Regions from separate parts of the Siniperca chuatsi genome. Here region 1 is linked to region 2. A link is a contact called in public Hi-C data. All regions are on one chromosome and are shown on one strand. Each heading gives the region's core, a stretch centred on a gene start, on an enhancer-like site or on the middle of the called end of the contact. The rest is flanking DNA. Distances are from core to core; before and after follow the strand shown.

Region 1 (3,482 bases), core at 967-3,466, 75 kb after region 2:
AGAGACATGCTTTAGGTAGGAAGACAGAGCAAGGAGGAGAAAAGGAAAAATTTGCAAAAATAACAGAGAAAGATGCTGTGTTGGTGTGAGGATCTCTATACATTTGGTATATAATCCTACTCTCCTCTTAGCGAAAATCCAATGCTGCTGCATCATGGCCCTCTGGGGAGGACAAGCAAAGGGGGAGATGACGGGGGGAGGAGAAAGAGGGAGGAAAAGCTTCGAGGAGAGACAGAGTTAATGACAGCTAGGAGGAAGAAAAGAAAGCAGCAGAGTGGAGGAGAGGACACTGAGGCATCAGGAAAGTCTTTCAAAAATGTTTCTTATTGGCCTTCAGAGATGTGTGCTAACAAAAATGACAGCTGACGACAATAGTGGACAGTTGATGGATTCACCTCCCATCTGCTGCGCCATAGATAGAAATGAAATGTATCAGGAAAATGTTTCCTGCACAGTTTTTATAATGCATACAGCAGATGTATAGACAATTGTACTGAATAATGAGACAAAATCTGGAAGAAAGCATAAGTAAGAGTGTTAGGCTTCTGTCCAGGGAAAAGCTAATTAGATAAAAATGTGTTCTTTAGAGATTCATGTGGTCCATCTGTCAATTAATGCCCCAAAAATCATCCCTTTTTGTTGACCTTATTCTCTGATCTACACGTGGCATGTCAGGTACTCGAAAACTTAATGCGCTCCATTAAGTCTGTAAACCAGTTTAGGGTGGGGCAGCCTCTTTCTACTAAACTGGAATGGCTCCTATTGCCAAAAAAGGGATCCAAAGTCAAGGGCAGTGTTTTACTGCAGGTAATTGCAGCTCTTCAGGGACAACACCAAAAAGCACAACAAGAGGATTAGGTTTGATTACACATTTAAGAACAAGAAACCCAGGTATCAAAGACAAATTTAAGAATCTGTTCAAAGCTGACACATGACACGCACATGGTGAATTAGGGAGACATCTGCTCTCGCTAATTTATTTATCAAAGGTAAGACTGATCTCAGGGTTCATTCTGGTCAGTTGTATTATAAAGAGAGATTAAAAAAAGGTGCAGGTAAACTAGGTGGCTTTAAAACATGAATGGGAGACTGAAAGTCATGCACAGATGGTTGGAGAAGGGTGGCTCAGGTAGGTTTATTATCTGGTAAGGTTCAAATGTCAAATCTCAGTGTTTGGTCTGGGTCAGTGTTAGTCCCTCAGTGGAGGATGTAGACTGTTGGTTTAGATGCTGGATGACTGAAGGACAGAAAGATAGTTACAAGGTGGCTTTTCTTGGCCAAACTGTGTAAATCTAACAAAGCGTTCGACTTCTTTGACAAAAGCCGCCAACAGATTGTATATAAAAAGCTCTGTGAAACATTTTAATCTCTTTTTCTACCATATCTGAAATAGCGCTGTGAATAGAAGATTCAAAAAGACAGATGCGAAAGGACCCAGATGAGAGTGTGCAGGTAAAACTTTTCACTTCTGCCTGAACTAAACCCATTGAGGAGAGGAACCGTCTCTTATCGTCAATGCTTATCCTTGAGAGGACAGCGACAAAAATGATACCTAACAGTTCTCCTTGGAATGACACTTGAAAATGAGAGGCAGTTCTCAGCAAACGTTTTCTCTGTCCATTGTCTGCCTGTAGCTTCTGTTAGACTTAGTTCAAACACGTTGATAACAGTCACTACAGTTAAACAGTGATTTCAATGTAGCCTTTGTCTCCTACTGTGCATGCTTCTTTCCTATCAGCAGCACGTTTCCGATACGGTATGTTTTATCTGTTTAGAGACAGACGTGAGAACTCCCTCTAAACACACAAACACACACACACACACACACACACACACACACACACACACACACATTTCCTGTGTGTTGGTGAAACTTCAGCTGTAAGCTCTGAACATTCCTCTCAGCTAAGGAGGGGATCACATACGTATATAAATTATTTGATGCCATCCTAACATGTTTAAATGGCTGTCAGTGTTTCACGGCCGTCCTCTGGGAGAAAACACCCGATATAGCGTGTTCCCATCTCTGAGCTGACGTGTTGCCATGCTATATAGCATGAGCTAGCAGGAGACCTACTGCTGCCACTGCCGCTCTCACTGGAATGTTAGCAAGGAATGACAATGAGTGTGCACTCAGTGTGTGTGTGTGTGTGTGTGTGTGTGTGTGTGTGTGTGTGGTGTGTGTGGTGCTGTTCCTCCTGGCTTTGTTTGTTGTGTTCAGTGATGCAGGCTGCTTTGTGTTCTCGCTCTCTGTTTGTGTGTGTGTGTGTGTGTGTGTGTGTGTGTGTGTGTGTGTGTGTGTGTCAGTAGTTTGACGGCAGTTACACACTGCCCTCTAGTGTTAGCAGCTGTAAACTTGAAAAGAAAACTCAGATGACTGGTACTCTTCCATCTCTTTTTCACTCTCCCTCTCTCCCTCTCTCTGTTAGTGGTCCATCAGGGGCAGCAGTGTGGGTCTTCCTTAAGCTGAAATGAGTGGTGGGGAGGCGAGGGGGTTGTGTTGATGGGTTTGTGGTACTGTGCCAAGCTGTTATCTCCTTAGCCGGGTAGAAAATGATTTTATTAATTGCTTCATTTAACGCTCCCTGTGTCCCCCTCCTTCTTCCCCTCTCCTACACATATACACAAACAACACCACACAAACACACTCACTCGCACACACTCCAACCAAGCTACTTTTCAAACTCGTCCTGTGTACACCTCTGTGACAGTTGAAATGTTCTCTCTCTCTCCCTCTCTCTGCAGGGACCTTTAGAGAGAACAGTACAGCCATAAAGGCCATATGCTGGCCCATTCAGATGTAATAGCAGGAAGGCCCAGGGAGGCCCAGCCAGAGGAGCTATGCTCCATTATGGCACATTATAGAGAGGAACAACAGAGGCACAGAGTCTGTGTGTGTGTTTGTGTGTGTGCACGCGTGTGTGTGAATGAAATTGTGTATTACTTACATTGCAGGGACAAAAATGTGTTCACAGAGCCACATTATGGGAATTCAACTACCATTTGGGCACAAAAAGCTGGTCCCCACAAGATAAACTATTATATTTTTGGGTCAAGACTTGATTTTTGGTTAAAGTAGGTTTAGGATTAGGTTAAGGCTACGGTAAGGGTTGGGGTTAGACATGTAGTGGCTATGGTTATGGTTCGGGTAAGGCTCCAGGAAATGAATGTAAGTCAGTGCAGTGTCCTCCAAAGTGGCTAAAACTAGCTTGTGTGTGTGTGTGTGATTGTGTGTAGAGGAGAAGCAGACTGCTGCAGCTGCATCAGTGCAGCCAGACCCCACAGGGGTGTCTTGTTAGACATACACACACACACACACACACACACACACACACACACACTCAGACTGGCACGTCAACAACAATAACCTCTTAGGTCAGACAGAGCTAGCGCTGCATTAGCCCCAGTGTGAACCTGCTGAGAGACAGAGCGAGCCAGTACAGCTGGCGTTAACCACCCAAAACATACACACACAGAGTGGC
Region 2 (3,592 bases), core at 1,016-3,515:
GTGCAAAAATTGTGAACTCAGTCAGTGATTATCGAATCCAGCCTGCGGCCCTTAGCTGCATGTCATCCCCTCTCTCTCTCTCCCACATTTCCTGTCTCTCTTCAGGTGTTCCTGTCAAATAAAGGCAAAACGGCCAAAAAAGAAAAGAAAAAAATCAATAGAGGCTTCAGAAAACCAGCTTATTTCTTTTAAAGGCCCAATCCTCATACCAGTTTGACAGTACTTGCACCAGTGATGCATATTGTAAACATTTCTTGAGCAGTTTCAAGTGCCTGCTCCTTTTACTTTAAGCATGGGTCAAGAGTTGGTGATTAAATGTTTTCCTGCATCCAATGACCTGTATAGATGACCCACATCAAGATCTGCGCCACGTGTGTAAAATGGGTAGCTTGATGAAGAGTTTTGAAGGGACCACTGATAACTGACTGACCACTGAGGAGAAAACCACCTGACACTTACAACCCCATATGACCTGTGGAAGGGGCTCGATGTAGGGCTATCATGAGTCATTAGGTTTGTTGTAAAAGGGTCCCAAACACACGAGATGTTGGGAAAATGTGTGGGTGTCCTGGTGTATGAGAAACTAAATATGAAGCATAAATACACAAGCTGTCCTGATATTTTAAAATAATGGATGAGGTGGAGGCAAAGAACACCGTAATGGAAACCATGCTGCAATGAAACTGCCACAATATGAACAAGTGGGTTTCCTTCCACCTGGTCTGTTATATTCTATATCAAGACACCTTGGGATGTATTATTGCAAAGTGATTGCATAAAGTCAATTCAAAAGTGCAATTCAACACAAAGAGACACATATACGGTCCGGGCAGTGCTAATTAAGGTGATGACACGTGTACGCAAGTTGAAAATGTTAGTAAAAAAATGTGTTCGCTAATGGCTTTATCACTCCAATTCATGAGGAGATAAGACGAAAAAGAGAGAGGGCTGGAAGAAAATAACAAAAAGAACCAGAGTTCTTGGTAAGTTTTGAGATCAGTCCGAGGATGAGCTGTCATTCAAAGACAGCACACGAACACTTGTAGGTTTCTAGCTAGCTACAGCTAACGTGTGTACAGTTGGCACATTGGCTGCTTCAGGCGAATATAAAAAAAAAATTGCTAGACAAGAACGTTGATATTGTATGATTTTGTAAAACCCCAGATTAATGCCAATGTTTTTAAGATTATATATTATTAGCCTACTACTTTGTATGGCAACTACTATTCTTAAGGTAAAGGAAAGATCGTGGTAATGGAAAATAAACTATGGTCGACGTATGGCTGAATTTAAGTTTCATTTAGGTTAAGTAACTGCTTGGTTGTGGCTGGATTATGGTTAACAAAAACAGCGAATGTTAATTGCAGATCGGTGTCAGACGTAAACACCCATCCACCACCCTGGCCTCCACACCTTTACTTTCAGCCTCGCTATAGGGGCACACTGCTTCCTGCATTGGCACTGAATGTTGCCACTGGATGTAAATCTTGAGGTGCAGAACTGTCCTAACGTAACTCCTGGGATACTGAACTGAAATAAATAGACTCCAGAGGTCAAATTCACGTTTGTGAATAACACGGGGCAAAAAATGTGCTTTACGTTCAGTCTGAAAACACCTTTTGTGACACCACCTGCCACTGAATTAGAGTATTTCCTGCGGCCATACGATACTAAAAAATTACATTTTGTTCATTGAAACATATAATAAGCTCATAAGGTCCAGTAATTATTTTCTGATCATGACAAAACATTACTTGTTACATCAAGACCACAATGTAACAAAGTATGGGGAATAATACCTTCCCTAAGTGTGAGAGTAGTGTCCTCATTGGTGTGAGTCAAAGTCCCAAATCAAATTGGAGTCAAAGTCCTGGAATGTCTTTTTAGGGAAAAATAACATAACGACTATAGCCAGCTTCCCAAAAGGAGCTGGCTATAGTCTAAGTGCAGAGCCTGTACCCGGCATGCCTTTCTCCATCTTCCCCCCTTTCTCTCCTCATGTTTCTGAGGTCAGTAAACAAGAAGTGTGTGTTTCCCTTTAAGGAGCCCCCACCGTTTGCACAGCGGAGGGAGGAGGAGCAGGCCTGCGGAACAGCGGCTGAGGAGGGAAAAAAAAAAATCCAACAGAGGACGGTTTCAAGTCCCCCCAATAGAAACTGTGCCTGATTTGTGGCCAATGTTGGAGATGTAAAAAAAAAAAATAGAAGAGAAAGAGAGGGAGGGAGAGGAGAGAGAGAGAGGAGGGAGGAGGGGGAGGGGGAGGAGAAGGGGGGAGGAAAAACACTAAAGGGGTAGCTATGGAGATGGAGCGTTTTCCTGGCTGCTTTCTTTGACAGGTGTTGAGTGGGGCAAAAGTCTTTAAACAGAATCCAGCATGTACGCCAAAGGTAAAGGAGCTGTCGTCCCTTCCGATAGCCAAGCGAGAGAAAAGTAAGTGAATTATGCGCTATATGTAAGAGTTTACCTGCTTATCGTGCAGGCGAGGGGGGCAGCGGAGGGGAGTCCAACTTTCTAAACTAGGTACTGTAATTTAAAAGGAGTGTACTGTACTAAAGTGCGCTCCTGCGTGCTGTTCCCCCTCCCATCCGACCACCTTAGAGGTGCGTCTCTTAAACTTTTTTTTTTTTTTAAATGTACCTCTTGTTTGCACTTTAGAGTTTTTGCACAGGATATTCACTAATATTGTGCGTTTCTTCACACTTCTTCTGTAACTTGGCGCAACCTTTTGGAGAGCAACAATAATTGAAATTGTAATTTTATGTTATGATACAGTACCCAGCACGCTTCTGCAGCCCTGAGAGCAGAAGAAGCGCATTTTCATTTCATTTCGGCTGAAACATGTTTCTGTAGGGGTGTACGTGCTCGTCCCTGTGCGGACAGGCTGCTCCGTCGTCTCTTATAAACTTCAGGAGGTTAAGCTGCTGGATGGTTGAACTGTTTTGTGTTTTAAGAAATAGAAGCTTGCTCAGGCTATTTACTGTGTTTTTGAGGCGTAAAGCCGGGCGCGAGCAAACCCTGGCGATGAAGGGAAAAGTTTTGTCCCATTCAGCAGTCAACTTTTTAGCATCCACTCACACGAAGGAGAGTCATGCTGCCACGAACATGAAGCTGTTATATTTACAGAAGCAGACTTTTTTTTTTTTTTTTTTTTTTAATCACAAGACCAGTTGATGAATGTGGGGTCGCGTGTAATTCTTGCTTATTCTGTCTGGAAATGTTGCACACACACACACACACACACAAATCACTGTTGTGTGTTTTTAAATACGTTGCAATTCCAGCATGCTTTTTGCTAGATTTTGTGTTTAATTTTCTTTCCTTCACATAAAGCACATTTGTCAATGCATGCATTAGTGCTTTTGAATAAAAGATAAAAAGCCAGTGTAACTTTTGAACGACTGAAGGCTGCACTGCTCCTCATGCCTGCTCTCCATTTCGATGCTGCTGGAATATTTGTGTATGGGGCCATTCAAATATTTGGACCTTCTTTGCATCCTAGCACTTTAGATCAGTGCAGTCTTTTATCTCCATTAGCTATATTTAAGCACTAAACAGTCTGAGGTTAGAGGAGTGAGTAGGGATCCCTGCTGAG

Evidence for each region. A called contact is a pair of places that touch in the nucleus more often than the background predicts.
Region 1: a contact with region 2 is called in a Hi-C map of skeletal muscle, with 7 times the contacts expected there. The contact joins the enhancer-like site here to the promoter of ssbp4 in region 2. A contact is called at or near these places in 2 of 3 Hi-C or Micro-C datasets (skeletal muscle and an unstated tissue).

The regions. Positions count from the first base shown.
Region 1 is chrLG6:20,044,310-20,047,791 of ASM2008510v1, forward strand. All of the region lies in intron 4 of ssbp4 (single-stranded DNA-binding protein 4), which reads left to right. Among protein-coding and RNA genes, the nearest start is that of fkbp8, 17 kb to the right of the region's middle. Within about 2 kb of position 2,217, the one cell type or tissue checked has an H3K27ac peak away from gene starts, as active enhancers do.
Region 2 is chrLG6:19,969,725-19,973,316 of ASM2008510v1, forward strand. ssbp4 (single-stranded DNA-binding protein 4) reads left to right here and starts at 2,266. Exons shown (of 16, transcript XM_044199291.1): 1 at 2,266-2,430. The coding sequence starts at 2,375.